Linked DNA regions of Rattus norvegicus: region 2 is linked to region 1. The links are chromatin contacts, called in public Hi-C maps. All regions are on one chromosome and are shown on one strand. Each heading gives the region's core, a stretch centred on a gene start, on an enhancer-like site or on the middle of the called end of the contact. The rest is flanking DNA. Distances are from core to core; before and after follow the strand shown. Region 1 has its middle 7.1 kb from the start of Klhl8. Region 2 holds the start of Aff1 (ALF transcription elongation factor 1).

Region 1 (4,549 bases), core at 512-3,011:
CCGAGTATCGTTAGCGATTGCTTGGTCATTCAAAGTCTGCTCAGGACACTGGATTTGGTCTCTTGACAAACTCTGGAAAACAGCCTAGAAAGAACCTGGAAGTCACCGCTTCCAACAGCAAGTGAGGGGCGGTGACTCTTAGTCAACAGCTCCCTTCGCCCACGGGTTGAAAGTGGTTTTGGCTTGGGAAACCAGAGACACTTCCCAGCATTCCTTGCCTCTTTTATTTGTAAGCTAGTTTGGCAGTCAGAAAAACCCTTAGGTAGAGTTGCGATCCCTGCTGACCCACCAGAGTTTAATTTCACCTTCAGTGATCCACCCGCGCCCCTGGGTTTCAGGAATGCATTTAGGACGGCATACAGATTCTAACAAGCCCGCTTGTTCTTTCTAAGTACTGGTTTAAAATGATTCCCCCATAATTTTGTAGAAGTCTATCCAGAACAGGTAGGGAGCAGGGATTAAAGAGGGTGCAGGGGAGGGATTAGAACAATTACAATTGAGTTTAACAGGCTTGGAGCAACAGTTAGTGTATGGAAATAGAAAATACGCTTAACTCTTAAATTGTGGCCCCTGGATCTTAAACCTAAATAAACTACTTTGTTCAACCGACATTCTAGAGAACAAGAGATTTCTTAGATGAATGAATTTACAGAGGCATTGATGATGCTGGCCAGGAAAGGGAGTTGGAGAATGAGGAGGGAGATCCTGTAACCAAATCCCAGAAACAAGGCACGGGGTAGCAGTTGGAAAACATCTGTGGATCTCAAAGATCAAGTGTTTTATAAAGCAAATGTGGGACAGGCAAGTGTACATTGTTTACCCCTAGGCGTGTTGCCGGTCTGCACCTCTTTTAGGAGGAGGGTGGATGTAAGCGGAAATAGTCCCACCTTTTAGATTGGGGCTGCAAGCCAGGTGGTAGCATCTAGAGGAACAAGACAGGATTTTAATTAAGGCTTTACACACATTAAAGAATAGCAATTCTTAATTGTGATTTCCCCCCAGCCCGTAGCTTGCAACTGACTACCCACTCCTCAAATTCCTGTGTGATTACAATTAGGATATCTCAGAAAAACATGTCCCCACTAATGTGCACACGCAGACACGTGTAAGTGGCAGTAAGGGATGCAGTCTCTAATTGAGGATGCCTTACCCACAGATCCAACGGTGTACCAAAACAATTCGGAAAAATGGGCTGGGGTGATGGCTTAGTTGGTAAAGTGTGGCACCCAGCACCCGCACTGAAAAGCTAGGAAAAGCAGCATCTCCCTGTTATCCCAGCACTGGGGAGACAGAGGCAGGAGGGGTTCTAGCCAAATCAGCAAGCTCCACACTCAATCTCCAACGTTAAAGGGGAAACAATGAAGGAAGACAGCCGTACCAACTTCTGACCTCCCTATGCAACCTTCCTCCCTCACCCCTGCATGCACACACCTCAGAAAAAAACTTTAACAACTTCCGAAGATCAGAGCTTGATCTTCACCGCACTGCATGCCGGACACCGCGATGAATCCACAACAGTGACGTAATGTTCAGATAGAATCATCTGTTGCTTCCTGTATTTCACCAATCCCCAAGCCCTCTGAACTTACTTTTCTTATTTCTGAAGCCATACAACAACAGGGAGACTACTGTTTGCGTGCCGTTTACATTGTGTTAGAGTTTATAACAGTTTCGGGACAGTGTACAGGTGCATGCCTGGGTTCTATGCAAATTTTATAGCATTTTATCCTGACTCTCAGGCATTGGTGGGGTTTGGTATACAAAGTCTTCTTGGAACAAATCTGTGCAGAAAGCATGTGGTACAATATCCACGGATGTGAGACCTACAAACATGTTCACCCAGGAGAGCGCTGTTCCTTGTTTTAAAGTGGGTCATCAGCTGACCCCTGCACCAACCCACAGAATTATGTGACAGTTGGAAAAGAAGGCAGGCGTTCTAAGTGATTAGCCCAACATGAGGAAAGTGTTATAGCGGCTGCCCTGCGACACTTCTCCAGATCCACCCAGACCTTCCTCCAGCTTGCTTAATACAGGGAGAGCTGAAACTTTTGTAGCAAAGTAACAGATTTACCCCTCCTCCTCCTCTGGCAGCTGAGAGCTCTCCTTGAGGGAGAAATGAGTCACCTGGGGATATCGTGGGAAGGGGAAAGGAGAGCGAAGGGTTTCTGTTCTAACCTCCTCCTTGCACAGGGCCACCAAAAGCCAAATCCTTAGTGCTGGTCAGGAAGTTCCCTGCAGAGTGTTTGCTATTTCTCTTTTAGCTTCCCCTAGAATCCATCCACGTCTTTATCAACATCGCAGATTCACCTGAGTGTGGGATGAGTTTCCTAACAGCACCCTGGGAAAGTGAGCTCAGGCTGTAAGAGAATCCTGAGACAGCTGCAGAGCCAGAGGGGAAAGATTGGGTTGCAAAAGAGGGTGTGATGGTGTCGAATGGACACTTATTTACAAGACAGGTTTGTTTTTTTTTTTTTTCCCTAAAGAAAAATAACATCTTGAGCTGGGTGTAGTGCGTGTACCTTTAATCCCAGAGCTTGGGAAATGAAGTAAGAGGATCAGGATTCAAGGTTATCCTCGGCTACATAGTGAGTTTGAAGCCAGCCTGGGCTACGTGAGACCCTGCTTTAAAAACAATTTAAAAGGAAAATGAAAGAAGAAAACATAGTATTTCAGATTAGAGGAGGATGTTCCAAGGAAAGTTTTTTAACATCCTTGCTGGAATAGACTCGGGGGTCATAGCTTGGTAGAGTGCTTATCTACCAAGTACAGGACCCTGGGTTCAGTTTCCACACACACACACACACGCACGCATGCACGCACGCATGCATGCATATGCACACACATGTGCACACACATGCTCATGCACATGCATACACATACACCCATGCATATTCACACGTGCAAACACAGATACTCGAATATGTACAAGTACACACATACTCAAACACACATGTGTACCCACAAGCATATGCATGCACACGTGCATATGCGCACAGTCCCGGGGTGTCTTGGTGTGTAAATGGCTGCTTGCCTAGGGCTTGTGGCAAGGGTGATCACTTATTTCCTGCCAGAGCTCTCCCTGACCTCGTCCATTCTCAGCTTGACAAGTGGTATGCAGTACCTCAACCGTCCAGGCACACATGCAGTCACTGGCGGTGCTTGTATAACTCAAGCCTCAGCTAATGGCTAAGGGAGCAACTGGAACCTTTCAAATAGGCTGAACAGCAGGCAGTTTTCTCCTAATAGTCTGCCTTTGCCTCTGAGAAAATGGGCTGAAAGGCTCCCTCTGGCTCTGCTTCCTTGAAAAGGAAGTAGAAAATTATAACCTTTTTCAATTTTCAATGCTGGTTTCTAAGTCCCCCAAAGGGAATTTATTCAGGGTGTGCGAAGTGATTTCTTTGTCACGTGTGCAAAGGTTTCAGGTGTGTAACTTTCAGATTGTGTCTTCAAATCTCCAACTTGATGAAAGGGGAACAATTGCCTTATCTACAAAGGTTGCAACATGAGAACCGCAAAGTTTCAGTGCAGGACGATCAAAGACTAGTCAAGTAAATTCACACACCCTGTAGCTCCCGCTTTGATCTCCACCTGGCTCTTGATTGAGACAACTTTCTTCATTAACAGTAAAGGGGAGATCACAGAGCTGCTTATTACAAACGAAAGGAAACAGGAAAATGTAGCAGGCCACAGAGTGATTTGGAAGCAGACTGTTTTTGCTTATGCAAATGTTACTTTTTTATAACCAGATTTACAGGGCCTCAGCATTTAATGGGACTGCCTTGGCGGAGGTCACTATTCAGATGCAACCTTCAAGTGAAATTTGATATAAACTCTCCAATGCTAGTGTAGAATCCATCAATTAAGAACAGTACAGACCCCAGGATCGCCAACGCTTCAGAAGCCAACAAGCAGGTGCCTCAGACCCCGCCCCACATTTCTGACCAATCAGTGCAGGAAGACTCAGATTCTCCAGACACTTCTGACCAATCAGCAACAAGTTCAGATGACCTCCGGACTTCCTTTTGTTCAGTAGTTTCTCAGGATTGGCCTATATTTACAATTACATTTTTTAAAGAACACAATTGAATACAAGCCAAATGAAGAGACAGCATAGGGTGAGGTCCGGGAGGGTACAAAATGTAGACTTTCTGACTTTCCTCATGGAATGGGGGCGTGTCAACTTCCAGGCACACCAGTGTGTTCTCAAACCATGAAACGCTGCTAAGATTTGGAGCCAGATCCATTACTGGGTTTTTCGTAGGTAAACATGCCTGGACCATGATAGCGCTCAACCTCCGCCGACTCTGCTCCACATAGGTTAGGAGGTCAGGATAATACAACATGAGCGAGAAGAAATTTACAGATTCCCAATTACATAAGCATTGCGCATGTTTCTTTGCAGGATCTTAAGCCAGGGCCCAGTCTGGTTGTACAAAACAAAATTCAGTAAATCAGTGGCCTTTGTTGTCTAAAGGAAAATGACGTAGGACTGAGAAACTGGTTCGAGGATCCATCACCAGAGACTCACAATCCTTCTATCATTTTCCAC
Region 2 (4,625 bases), core at 825-3,324, 160 kb after region 1:
AATATCTTCAGTCCTTCTCCATACATTCAATTCAAATCTCAAAGGGTTGTCTACTCTACCACACAGCACACTATGCCTTCACAAGCTCGGAGCACACTTGAGGCAAAACCGAAGGGATGTTTACAACATGGTATGTACTCTCCACACGCAGGCTAAGAAAACAACCAACCATGATGCTCTGTGGTTTTTGTTTCTAGTGCCAGAGCATGTGACCAGGCCAGGTAAAGGACGCCGGAGTCTTGGCTGATGTGTTGAGCAGCCACATTGATGCCTGAGATTAAAGATGCTGCACCGAGCAGACTGCAGAGATCGCTTTCTGGCTCTTACTCTGAGGTTTTGCAGCTGCTGGAGCAGAAGCAACAGTAAGCAGGAAGTGCTACATTGTAGCGGCTATGCAGTCCGTCTGGGGTCAGGCATGTTGCACCTGTGTGACCTGGTTAGGCCTCAGTTTCCTTAACTGCCAAGTGCAAATAATAAAGCACTTGCCTGTCTTATTTAGGTGAGCGAAGAGGCAATCTAATCACAGCAGCTTACCGCTGTGTCTAGCAGACACAGGTCCCAATTTATCGTTCATCTCATTTTACCTCTGACATTAGTTTAAGGGCTCAGGAATGGGAACAATAGAACTAAGGTGCAAATCACCACGCTCTGCCGGCTTCAACGATTTTATGGAGGTTCGTTAATCTCAAGTTGTTTGCCACGGGATCCTGGGGCAGTGCGATTCTTAGGGGCACTCTGGGGGTAATATATTTAATACAAGTAAATTACACAATACAAAGGAAACAAATGATCTAGAAGAGTCTTTACTAAAATGCATTACTGACAAAGTAGCGAAAATAGTTTGGGGGGTGTTGAGACAGAGTTTCTCTGTGTAACAGCTCTGGCTGTCCTGCAACTCTCCTTGTAGATCAGGCTTTCCCCAGAACTCATGGGGATCCTCCTGCCTCTGCCTTCTGAGTGCTGGGATTAAAGGCGAGTTCTGGGATTAAAGGCGTGGGCAACCATATCCTGCTAAAATAGCATATTTTTATTACTAGCCAAGGAAGACAAACGGCTCCTTAATTTGAAGCGATGGGAAACGTTAGGGATTGAAGGCATTGCAGTCACTGTGATGTTACGAAAATCTACAGGTTCTGTTTATGCTAAAAGCTAAACGTTACTTTTTGGTTAGCATTTAGCAAAAGGTTTTATAAAGATGCAACTTCTGTTCCCCATTCCTTTGTTCCCTTAGGAACCCCTTCCTTCCAACACCCAATAAAATGGAGACACCATTAAGCCAGTTTGAAAGGATTAAACTTGTTTTTAAAGTAAAACGCACTTAGGGGGTTTTCTATTTAGAGAAGTTCCTTCCTAGAAAGTTTTATCTCTTAGAAAAATTCAAGTTATATCTACTCAGTCTCTAACGTTTACAAATCTACTGCCCTCCATGATCTTCAGACCTAAAATTAGTTCAGCTCAGCGTCCAGATAGGTCACCAAATCACTATCCCGAATCAAGTATTAGACTAAAGAGCCTTTCCATAATTGTAAACCTGTCAGCAGCCACACTGCCTTCTGGCGAAAGAAAGTTTTGAAAAGATACGGCGGCCCCGTTTTCCCTGACTACCAACAGCTGTAGAGACCAAAGCCGGATGAAACCCAACACCCTGAATCTTGGGGCAATCACCGGTGCGCGGTCAAATTTTAAGGTTCCTTCTTAAACCTGCAAACCCCAGAGAAGGCAGGACTCGGCCCTTGCTGTACAGGGCGCTCCCCTGACAGCAACTGCGGGTCATTAGCCAGACTCCCCTTCACCAACCCGTCGCATTCCGGCCTTTGCCTACTCAGCAGATTCACTCCGACTGTGCCGTTTTATGTGGAATCGTACATTCTAGCAGGGAAAAAAATCTTCATTGCTCACCAGGCAAATTTCCCTCTCTCTCCAGGGCGAATTTTAGTTTCCATTAAGTGCGCTTCCAAACTTCTGACGACGCCAAATGGCCAACTAGGAGAGCCGGATGAGAGTGCACAGGGCACGCCAATGAAAATCCAGGCTCCGGCAGACCCGAGAAACCAACTTCACTTCCCGAAAATAACAGTTCTTCGGGTCAGAAACGGGATCTTTAACCTCAACTTTCCGGGCGGTCCCTTTGCACCCGGTGCAGACACTGTTTTCTGCCCGACACTCCGGGGATGAGATAGCAGCGATCCAGCGGCTTCCTGCGGTCCCCGCCCCCCGACGTCTCCTCACTCCCACCCGCGCCGCCCCTGCCCCGGCCCCGTGGCCACTCTCGGGTCCCTGACGCCCCCTGCGCAAGCCTCACCTGGAGTGGGCTGCCATGGCTCGGCTCACACTGCCTGGCGTCCCAAGTCCATCAGCGCGCTCGCCCCGCGGGCTCCCACCACCAGCTCTGGGTTCAGCATCGGCCCCAGCCGTCGGCGATACTGCCGGGCAGACGCAGCGCTCTCTGCCGCCGCGTCCTCAGCTCTGCGTCCTCAGCACCGCCTCCGCCCCCCCCCCCCCCCGAGCCTCAGCTCGCGCCGAGCCTGACGGACATCCGGGCACCGGGGGCCGCCGGGCGAGCCGCACCTCCCTAGAGCCCGGGGAGCAGCGCTCCCCGTCGCCCTGGGGCACTCTCGGGTCACCAGAGACCGAGCGGTGCGTGGGCGCCACCCGCGGCGGGGTCCCCACTCCCGGTTCGCCCGCACTTCGAGGGCGATGAGCGCGGCGCTCGGCTCCCCTCGAGTGCTCGAGCTTGCCGGGACCCCCCCGCGGGCTCCGCGGTGGTACGGCCCGCCTCCTTTTAAGGGCAGCGCGCTTGGCCGCCACTACCTCCGGCTCCGCCGGGTGGAAACGCGCGCTGCAGAGACCCCAGAGCTCGGGCTGGGACCTCGGGGTCCCGCTGCCGTGGGGGTGTGCCGGGAGTGGGAGCACTCGATCACGGCCCTCGCTGCTTCTGGCCGCCCCCGCGGGGCTTGCCCTCGGAAACATCGGAGATCCGCAAGCAACCCTTCTTCAACTTTGCTTTCAGTTTTGAAAGTGCCCAGAAACAAGTGTTTATACAACGACTTCCCTCTTGGGGCAATATGCGGATTACACAGAAGACAGCCATTCAGGGAAGTCCGCTAATAAATTAAAAGAATTGCTTCCCTCCCCAAACAAAAACCATGATGCAAACCAACGTAAACGCTCGAAAGCACAATCGAAAATTGCGTCAACTCAGACACAGGAAAGACACCAGGCTTTGCCTGGGAAGCGGCTAGAACGACGGTGGGCCGAAAGGCAGGGAGAAGACTTAACTTGGGCATTCAGGACCAGCCTGCTGATGAAAGGACACTTCCTTGGTGCGCTCCGGGTTCGACCAGGGACTCACCGCATTATATTGTTCATGTAACTGATAGCCCAGTTCCTAAAGACTGCAAGGTTCCGCACTAACTGCAATGTAAGGTCTCCAGACTCCTGGGAGGGCCTCTCAGAGGTTAGAACCACTTACATAAGAACACAAGACAATGCTTGTCTTTCACTCCGCTGGCTTTAGCTCTACTGGTGGAGAACGACTGACGCCTTCACAGGAATGAAGGCTGTGGTAGCAAGTGAGGCTACTTGCCAGCCACCGCTCTCTTCGCCACGTACATTAGTAGTTTGGGGAACTCGTGTACTTTAGGAATGCCCTTGATGAGGTAACTAGTCCTTTGAATCTTGACTCTGAAGTACGGGTCTTTTTTTTTTCCCCTGTCTCTCCCTTCCTCCCCCTCCCCCCTCCTCCTATTCTTCCTCCCCCTCCTCCTCTTTCTGACAAAACAGAAAGTGCACAGAAAGCCCTGTTCTGAGCTCAGAAGCACAGCAGCGGCCCTGAGGCTGATCCCGTGTGAAAGTGACTGGAGAGAGAAACCAACCAGAACTAGTTGTTTCTTCGTGGACCATGTCTCCTTGAGATAACAATTCACAGGTTTTCTGACTTGGGCATCCGGCAAGTCTCTCTTCTAGGAAAACAACTTTCAGTGTTTATTGCAAAGATAAGGTTTTACCTTCTAAGCATTTGGGGAAGCTTGCCACAGGTGAGGCAGTCTCCTAAACTGTCGGAGCACCATGACAACAGAGAAAGAGATTCACAGCACCTGCTAGACTTAAAGAGCAATAGGTTCCAAAATCATGCCTGAGGGACTGGAGAGAGGGCTCATCTGCTCTTCCAGAGGACCCAGGTTCAATCTCTCTCTTAGCATCCATGTTGTAGCCCTTAGGTGTCCTTAACTCCAGTTCCAAGGGATCAGAAACCTTCGTCCTCTGTTTGCAGGAATCAGGCACACACGTGGCATACAGGTATACATGCACACAGACCACTCATACACATAAAAATAAGTAAATCAGCATTTAGAAACCCTCCATGAGTAGGTGAGAGATCCTCTTGAGAGTTTGAGAACGATGCTATAAAAATAACTTCCTGGAAGGAGAGACTCACACCAATAATTTTACCCAGCTGCCTTGGAGGCTGACGCGGGAGGATCAAAATCTCAAGACTTTCTTGGACTGTATAGAGATAGTTCATGAAATAAAACAGGACAGGTTGTGGTGGTATAGGCCTTTAACTTCAGCATTCAGGAAGGCAGATCTAATTCCAGTATAGTCAGGGCTACACAAAGAAACCC

The links. Hi-C and Micro-C count contacts between places; a contact is called where the count stands out from the background.
Region 2: a Hi-C map of mammary epithelial cells shows a contact between it and region 1, with 2.0 times the contacts expected there. The contact joins the promoter of Aff1 here to the enhancer-like site in region 1. A contact is called at or near these places in 2 of 12 Hi-C or Micro-C datasets (Schwann cells and mammary epithelial cells).

What each region holds. Positions count from the first base shown.
Region 1 is chr14:6,103,085-6,107,633 of GRCr8, forward strand. No RefSeq gene overlaps it. Among named protein-coding and RNA genes, the nearest start is that of Klhl8, 7.1 kb to the right of the region's middle. Within about 2 kb of position 1,762, at least 3 of the 93 cell types and tissues checked have an H3K27ac peak or open chromatin away from gene starts, as enhancers often do.
Region 2 is chr14:6,266,539-6,271,163 of GRCr8, forward strand. Aff1 (ALF transcription elongation factor 1) reads right to left here and starts at 2,075. Exons shown (of 20, transcript NM_001107206.1): 1 at 1,900-2,075. The coding sequence starts at 1,943.